Regions from separate parts of the Mus musculus genome. Here regions 2 and 3 are each linked to region 1. A link is a contact called in public Hi-C and HiChIP or PLAC-seq data. All regions are on one chromosome and are shown on one strand. Each heading gives the region's core, a stretch centred on a gene start, on an enhancer-like site or on the middle of the called end of the contact. The rest is flanking DNA. Distances are from core to core; before and after follow the strand shown. Region 1 has its middle 22 kb from the start of Gm35359. Region 2 overlaps Itpr1 (inositol 1,4,5-trisphosphate receptor 1). Region 3 overlaps Itpr1 (inositol 1,4,5-trisphosphate receptor 1).

Region 1 (2,602 bases), core at 55-2,554:
CTTCCTTCATAACTAGTGTCCCAACAATAAAATTTGAGCTTTGATCAGAATGAAATTGTCTTAGCTCCGTTTCTTTTTTCGCCCCGTCTAGATTCCTCTCTTACAGCTCGAGTGGCCTTCTCAGTCGAACCGTTCACGTTGCGAGCTGCTGGCGGCCGCAACAGAAATGGCTCAAACGAAAGGACTTGTCTAGGTAGGCAATGCACTCTATTTTTCACAAAGCCAACGCCAGTGTACTAAATACTCATTTTTTTTTTTTCCTTCGAGACAGGGTTTCTCTGCGTAGCCCTAGCTGTCCTGGAACTCATTTTGTAGACCAGGCTGGCCTCGAACTCAGAAATCTGCCTGCCTCTGCCTCCCTAGTGCTGGGATTAAAGGTGTGCACCACCATGCCCAGCATTTCTGTATTTCAAAATATGTTTTAGTAAGGGTTATTTTGCTTCTCTAACCCTGAGGTGGTTCACAGACTCCTGATCCAGGCACAAGGTTTCCTCGTGATTGGGGGTTAATAATCTCAAATTTACCAACCCATAATTAGAGATTCGGTGCTTAGTCTTAGGGCAGTCACAGTGGAGCATCAGAGGAAAAAAATCACACATGCTGCATGCCGTATTAGCTGCTGTTCTGGCAGGTGCTCGGTAATGGCTAGAGAGCGGGAGTTGACTTGACTTCCTAGGAGATCGCCCACGAACTGGATAGTTCCTCGGAAAAGGTGACAGCAGCACTTGAGTCATGGCGAAGACGAAAGGAGGTCTTTTACCCGTGTAACTTTGCAAGTTACACCCTGACCGCTTAACAAATGTTTACTTAAGCGAATTAATACTAACACTGCCTTCGATAAGAGCTGATGAGGTCGGGAAATCTTAGAGAGTCCTAAGAAAATTGGGGAAAGAAGCCGACAAGAGGAGAAGCAGGAAGAAGAGGAGAGGGAAGAGGGGGAGGAGGAAGAAACTTTTGCTAGCTAGCCACGTGCTTTCAAAGCTTTTCTCTGGACTAAGACGCCTCCAGCTTTGAAATCGCATCACAGAAATTGGTTCCCTCATCCCTCCCACCCATCCCTGGGGCCAAATTCAGGGACCCGTGGCTGCTGTTTTCCTTGACCCAGCACCCCACACAGTCAGTGTTTTCCTGAGTCGGCCATGCCCCGGTCATTTCTTGTGGGCGAATTGGCCTCTCCGGGGCTGTCAGGATGCTGTTCGTCTCCATGACAACAGCGTGTGCGAATGAGGAGATGCAGCATACTGAGTGGTGTCATCCTAAGAAACCAACCCCCACCACTCCCACACTTCTGGGGCCCGGACCGCAGGAAGTGGAATTCTTCTGGGAAAGAGGCTGACGTCGCTGGTGGCCAGGCCCCTGCCCCAGCCCCAGCAGGCGCTGATGCAAGCGCAGCCCGCCAGTGGCAGGCAATCCCCAAGGACCTGGCGCAGCTCTGTGTCTTGTTCCTTTCCGGCCACCCCGCCCAGTTTTCTCTTTGGAGTAAATAGCTTCTGGGTGGTTTCTCACCCAAAGACGCAGTGCAGGTGGGGACAATGTGTCTTTCCTCAAACCAAGTCTCTGTGGCTCTTCCCAGATTGGGATAGGAGGAATCTGAATACCCAGACTGGCCATTTTTGGGTCAATATGGAAGGCGTCCAGAGCTCCTTCTCTCACTTGGACCGCCCAGGTGGCCTGGGATACCAATGTCAGCTGGTGCCAAGGAAACCGCCCGGATCACGAGGGATCCTTGTGGACCGATCAGGAGTCTGTGAACCGCCTCGGGGTTAGAAGTGGTCCAGCCATGGCCGGTCTCCATCGCCCTCTTCTGGGCAAAAAGGAGAATCGTTCTAAAATTCTGTCTGGGACCTCCCAGACCTTTAGAGAGGGCTAGGAGAGTTGGCAGGGCTGGGGTGCGACAGATGTCTCCACAGTAAAACAGATCAGGAAATGGAGGCCCAGAGAGGACAGAGATATGCCCATAGTCTCTCAGCCACGCTAGGAACTAGTCAGGACCAGAATTTGCGTTTTATGTTCACCGCACAATCTGTTTTTGCTGTTTTAAGATTTTAAGACAGGGTCTCTCTTTGTATTAGGGGAGAGAGGGAGAGAGGGAGGGTAAAGGGAGGGAGTAGAGAGAGACAGACAGAGACAGAGAGAAGAGACACAGAGACTAAGATATAGAGGGAGAACTGATCTAAAGGTCAGAAAACAGTTTGTTAGATTCAGGTCTCTCTTTCCACCGTGTTCGTCTTAGGAATTAACTCAGGTCAACAGGCAAGGTGTCAAGACTTTACCTGTAAAGCCATCTCCCATCCTGCATCCTAGAATTATAGCCATGGATTCCGCAACACCTAGATTACTACTTTTAAATGAATTGTGCTGGGGTGTGTGTGTGTGTGTGTGTGTGTGTGTGTGTGTGTGTGTGTGTGTGAGAGAGAGAGAGAGAGAGAGAGAGAGAGAGAGAGAGAGAGAGTTTCTATGAAGTTTGTGCATGTAGGATGTAGGTGGCTGTGCAGGCCAGAAGGGGGCGTCAGATACCCTGGACCTCTACAGGAGCCATAAAAGTGCTCTTAACCAATGAGTCATTTCTCCAACCCCAAATTAGAGATACTTTTAAAACTTT
Region 2 (2,602 bases), core at 47-2,546, 460 kb before region 1:
GCAGGCAGGCAGGCAGGCAGGCTGGCTGGCTGGCTGCCTTGGACCCTTTGTTACAATGAATCTTCAGCTGTTCCCAACACTAGCTCAGGAATATGCATAATGTCCACATGATTGGGACATGTTTGTGGAGCCATTAAGGGTCTAGCCCAAGGCAGTGTAACCAGTGTCTGAGCATTTCAAGTTGGGTGTGAGCTGAAAGTCTCTGGTTCCTCAGCCTGGGCTCCGAGACACGACAGCCTGCGAGTCTAGCTCTTGCAATGAGCATGGGAGAAGCGTTACTTTCCTCTGTGAGTTGGACTGAGGCCCAGTGCATAGCTATGGATTTGAGGGCTAAGCCTCTGGCCTTTTTCCTTTTGCCAGACCTTTGTTCTCCTTTTCTAGAGTGCTTGCAGAATGTCAGTCCCTCTCTGAGGGGTCTTGGAGATTTAATAAGCTGTCTTAATGGGGGAAGGACTGAAGTGTTTTATATTTGGTCCATCCACTTTGTAATTAGCCTTGAAACTTCCTGGCAACGTTGGTAGGTGTCTCCACCAGGAGTGGCCTATTTCAGGGTCAGTGATACAAATAGTCAAAACCTACTTACTGGATCATAGACTTGCTTGTGGTTTAGGCCTAGGTAGGACACTGAGAAAAGGATGTCATGTGAGGCCAGAGCTGGAGGCTGGTTGGCTACTGCAAACGGCTTCATTATCTTGGAGAAACCACCGTGTCTTTATGTGTCTGTTTCCCCATTCGTTAAGTGCAGGTTTAGTGAAATATCTCCCCATATCCATTCCAGCTCTAGACACTGCAGCCGGCCGGGACTGGAAATGGGCAGGTTCATATTTCACAAGAAAGCATTGGTATTCAGGAGCCTGGAGCTGCCTAGAAGTAGATCTCCTTTTCCCTGGGATTACAAGTTGTCTCTGTCTAGATAAAAAGGAAACAGACAGACTTTCACCCTGAGGCCAGAAGGAGACACAGCCAGGATCTTGGGTCACAAAGGTCTTTCAGGGTGACTCTAACAAGCCTGCTGGCTTAGCTTTCTTTCAAACCCTGTTCCTTTGCTGCACATTGTTTTAATTGTTGCTAAGCAACATTCTCTCCTACCCCCCCCCCCCCTTCTTTTTGGCAAGGCATCCAAGGAATGAACCCATATCTTATTTAGTTTTAAATACCCACATGCAAAGGGGAGGGCCTAACTTAAATTTTGTTTGTTCTTCTGATTTTAATCCATGACAGGAATGCAGAGCTTACTCTTTGCCTGTCTTGTTAGGTAAGGGAAAAAAAAACCCATCAGTCTGTTGAAGGTACGCGTCAGAATCATGCCGTGGGGCATATTGAAGATATTGCCTATGTGTGAAGCTGCCTTGCAGGAGAGGCTCTTGCAACGTGTTCTTTATTCACAAAGTCAATTCAAATTTAATGAAAAGATTAGTAGGTTTTTATAATCTTCATTTCAGATTTGCTGGCTTATCTCAATCTTGCACCAACAGACTCCATTGAAAGGGAACAAAGCTGTAATTTAAATCAATTCCCTGGGCAACCTAGAATGCTTCCAGGGTGTTACACAATCAGTGGGGCTGGTTCCTGTAGCTTGATTATTGCAGGAGTCCCACACACTTCTTCCAGTAGCTCCCCGTGTGTTTCTGCCCACTTTCTTGACGATATGAGATGTGTGCCTGTGGCCTCTCGTATAATGAATGGACACAAGTACTCTCCTGCTCTGAGTCCATTTATTTTTGAATATTTGAGTCACCCTTGGCAAATAGAACTCAAGTGTCTGTTTCACATTCACTTACCCTAATAGTTAATTTACTTGTTAATGGGATTAATTTTCAGCTGTTTTATCCTGAAAATGTTCCCAGCAAAATAAATATGATTACCGTGTCCTCTAATTCAATCCCGCTGATGTGATGTGGCTTCTTCCATTCTAGAACAAATGGATTTTGAAATCCCAGCCAGAAGTAATTGGGTCAATTGTCATATCATTGTATGGTCCTTCTGACAGCAGAATGTAGTGCTTGATTAAGGACTTTTCTTTTGGCAAAGGGTTTTTATAGTCCTGTCTTAAGGGCATCAATGAAGATGAACATGCGGTGAATCACTTGAGCCTATGATAACTTTGTCTCTTCCTCGTTTGCCAAGTGAGAAAATCGGACTGGGATAACTAGGGTGCTGGAGACAGAGAATGATGCTGTGTCAGAATTGGGATTGGATTGTACCCAAAGCTTCCCTTTGTTCTTTGGGGTCATGGATTAAAGCAAAATAAAGTTTTGTCCCGTTTTCCTGTGTTAATAACCTGCCTTCTGTAAACACAAATAGGTGGTTGTGAATACTTTGTTCAGTCTTTACTTAAATTAGTTAAATCAATTTATTGAATCTTATAGTTTCCTTTATATACATCTGTTTATTTAGTCTTAGAACAATTCTAGAAGGAAGTTGCTCTTCTATGGATGGAGACGCTGATATACAAGAGGTACAGTGCTTGGTTTAAGGTCATACAGCTAGCAATGATAGAACCAGAATGGAAATCCAAGCAGTCTGGCCCCAACACAACTACTTTGCCCATTTTTGTGTCCTTCCCAAATATGTCAATCAGAGCTGCGTTCATAGACTAGAG
Region 3 (2,602 bases), core at 31-2,530, 400 kb before region 1:
CCGTAATGAGCTTTCTGATGTAGCAACGTTGGAACGCGCCAGAGAAGTAGCTGGGTAGTTTACAGCCTGAGGGCTGGGTTTCCGCTGAGAGTGAGACACCTCCTACCTCCCTCAGTGTGTCCAGGGTGAGCCAGCTGACCCAGTTTTGAGTCTATTTAGGAGATAGATGGCCACTTTCTCCTCTCCCACCAGCCTGTATATCTTGCTGCTTCTGCCTTCGGTCAGGGTCAAGATGCAGATAGCCTTGAGCATCTTCCTACACTGCTGAGGTTGGCAAGATTCTTTCCAGACTCCCGAAACATAACTAATGCCGGAGAATGAGTGAGAGAGGGCATTGCACAGAAAGGAAGTGGATAGGCCGGACTCTGGTCCTGGAAGGCAGACACTGTTAACTAGGTGACAGACTGTTTTCTGAGCACTTAACCCTTTACAAACCTCTCTTCCCGACTGATGGTTTGTTAATGGTTTGTTACAGTTTCCAGTGAGCCGCTTTGCTTTTAGAAATCTACATGGCTCAAGGAGAGGAAAAGCAGGGCTAGGTTTTTCTGGAAAAATCTATGGAATGTGCTCTCTTCCCATCTGTCTGGGTGCTTCTGTCTTCTCTTGTCATATGCCCACACTCTGGCTTGGTGACATTTCTAAAAACCCACAGGAGACAGTGGCAGAATCTAAGCTTGAACCCTGTATTAGAGAGTTTTGTTTTCCTCCCCCACAGCCAACCTTTATTATAACAATAGCAATCATCCCCTCTGCTATTTATTGTAAATTTTCTCAGCATATAAAGGACTCTTGGCATAAGGGAGGAGGAAAATATAGTTTAAAGAACCGAGTTGTTTCTTCTATAAGGAGAGTTCCTAAAACATGAACTTTGGACTTAGTTTGGAAGAAAAAAGAAAAAAACAGTGAAATAAACACTTAGATGAAATCAGCCTTGTAAATGTTTTTATTTGAAAGATGGAAATTGATTGTGTAGGTTCATATGTAACACCGAGGTCCTATAGAAGCTGTAGACTATGAGTCTGTACTTGGGGATTTGAAAAAAAGCAGTTACTTTTGAATTCTAGTGCCAGACTCTGCCCGTTTGCACAGTTTCACAGGGTCTGTGCACAGCAGCGCACAGTGTCTGAAGGTTCCCAGGCCAAGCCTGTTCCCCGGCTGGAAACAGCGCACCCCGGCTTCTCCTTTGGCTCCCTCCGTGTTTTCGCTTTTGTAGCTCTTAGCATTTTCTCTTCCTGTCCACAATCCAGACAGTCCAGGCTCGAGTTGGGGTGTGTGTCCCTGTCCCTTATCCGGCTGCTCCGAGGAAGAGCCTCCCTGGCCTTTTGCTTTCATTTGCCTTATATGGTCAGCTGTGGAGTTCGTTATTCCTGGAAAGGGCCTTTTCACTGTTTCAAGCACTATTGCCCTCCACCATCTCCTGAGGAGAACTAGAGCTTGCTGGAAGCTTGGGGTTCCTGGTTCTAATGGGGATCCTAATGGATTCTCACTGGTTCCAGGGCAGGTGATGTTTGGACCTCAGGCTAATGAGATGTTTAACAATAGGTGTATAGTTAAGAATAAACTTCCTTTTGAAACCAGGGACTCCAGAGTGTTCCGGTGTTTTGTTTGTTTGGTTTCTGTTGTTGTTTGTTTGTTTGGTTTCTGTTGTTTGTTTGTTTGTTTTTCCTTTCTTCCGAGCCCCAAGTGGGCTGGTCCTTCTCATTTCCCAGGATCCTGCTGCCTAGATTGCCTTTCCCCTCGTTATTCTCTCTGGCTCTGCTTCTTGGAGGGCTTTATCTACCACAGGATAGATGACATTGATTTCAGTCAGATCCATGTCCTCAGTTATCTTCTGAAGTACGGCTTCCGGTGTCATAAAGAAACAGTCATCTTAGTGGTTCCCACTCAGGCGGCTGCCCCTCCCCTTCCTGCTCCTCTTCCTGGTGGGATCTAGCCTCCCGACCTGGGCAAGCCGAGCAGCAGCACTTTAAAAATAATTAGACTGAACACAAGAGTGACAAGAAGGTGTGGTTTATCTTTCAGGCCATGGTTAGTTTGTGCTTTAGCCTAAAAAGGAAGTTTGTAGTGTGTTGAATGCAAGTTAGATGTTTCTGGATGAAAGGTGGAGCTGAAGATGAGGGTGGAGTTAATGGAGTAGTCCTTGCTCCTGGCTCAGACAGGAACATTTCTCTAAAAAACTTTTATTTATTTTTAAAAAGGGAAGTTGAATTTGGTAATGGTTTGAGGCGGCTGCCTAGCTACCCTGAGACCGGTTTTTCCCTCCCATCTTTCATGGCCTGCCTCTCCATGGTGGTGAGGATTGGGCAAGCTTTGAAGTCACTTTCGTTTTCTAGAACTTGTTGGTGAAGCCTACCCCCCACACCCCCTACCCCCGGTCACCCCTCTTTTTTTAAAGCATGCCTACATTTCTCTCTTCCAGCTCTGCCTGTCCAAAATGACTTCCCTCTTTTCCCAAATCCCCAGCAGTTCACTGTCTGGCAAAGGAGTGACATCTGGCAGCTTGCTAGGGTAGAGGGAGAGAGATGTAGAAGGGAAGACTGCACGTGTTCAATACCACAATTACCCTGAGCTCCATGCTGTCAGGATGTATTACCCACCCACC

The links. A called contact is a pair of places that touch in the nucleus more often than the background predicts. HiChIP or PLAC-seq counts read pairs in DNA pulled down with a chosen protein or histone mark.
Region 2: an H3K27ac HiChIP or PLAC-seq map of trophoblast stem cells shows a contact between it and region 1, with 10 read pairs. The contact joins two enhancer-like sites. A contact is called at or near these places in 4 of 115 datasets of contacts at active chromatin or transcription factors (embryonic stem cells, extraembryonic endoderm stem cells and trophoblast stem cells) and 1 of 9 other capture datasets (embryonic stem cells).
Region 3: a Hi-C map of uterus shows a contact between it and region 1, with 4 times the contacts expected there. The contact joins two enhancer-like sites. A contact is called at or near these places in 1 of 15 datasets of contacts at CTCF or cohesin (the NIH/3T3 cell line) and 1 of 484 Hi-C or Micro-C datasets (uterus).

Annotation. Positions count from the first base shown.
Region 1 is chr6:108,708,362-108,710,963 of GRCm38.p6, forward strand. No RefSeq gene overlaps it. Among named protein-coding and RNA genes, the nearest start is that of Gm35359, 22 kb to the right of the region's middle. Within about 2 kb of position 1,305, at least 248 of the 459 cell types and tissues checked have an H3K27ac peak or open chromatin away from gene starts, as enhancers often do. A contact at or near this core is called in embryonic stem cells, trophoblast stem cells and uterus, where this site is marked.
Region 2 is chr6:108,248,510-108,251,111 of GRCm38.p6, forward strand. The region is part of intron 4 of Itpr1 (inositol 1,4,5-trisphosphate receptor 1); the gene reads left to right. Among named protein-coding and RNA genes, the nearest start is that of Itpr1, 37 kb to the left of the region's middle. Within about 2 kb of position 1,297, at least 103 of the 459 cell types and tissues checked have an H3K27ac peak or open chromatin away from gene starts, as enhancers often do. A contact at or near this core is called in embryonic stem cells and trophoblast stem cells, where this site is marked.
Region 3 is chr6:108,305,226-108,307,827 of GRCm38.p6, forward strand. All of the region lies in intron 4 of Itpr1 (inositol 1,4,5-trisphosphate receptor 1), which reads left to right. Among named protein-coding and RNA genes, the nearest start is that of Itpr1, 93 kb to the left of the region's middle. Within about 2 kb of position 1,281, at least 214 of the 459 cell types and tissues checked have an H3K27ac peak or open chromatin away from gene starts, as enhancers often do. A contact at or near this core is called in uterus, where this site is marked.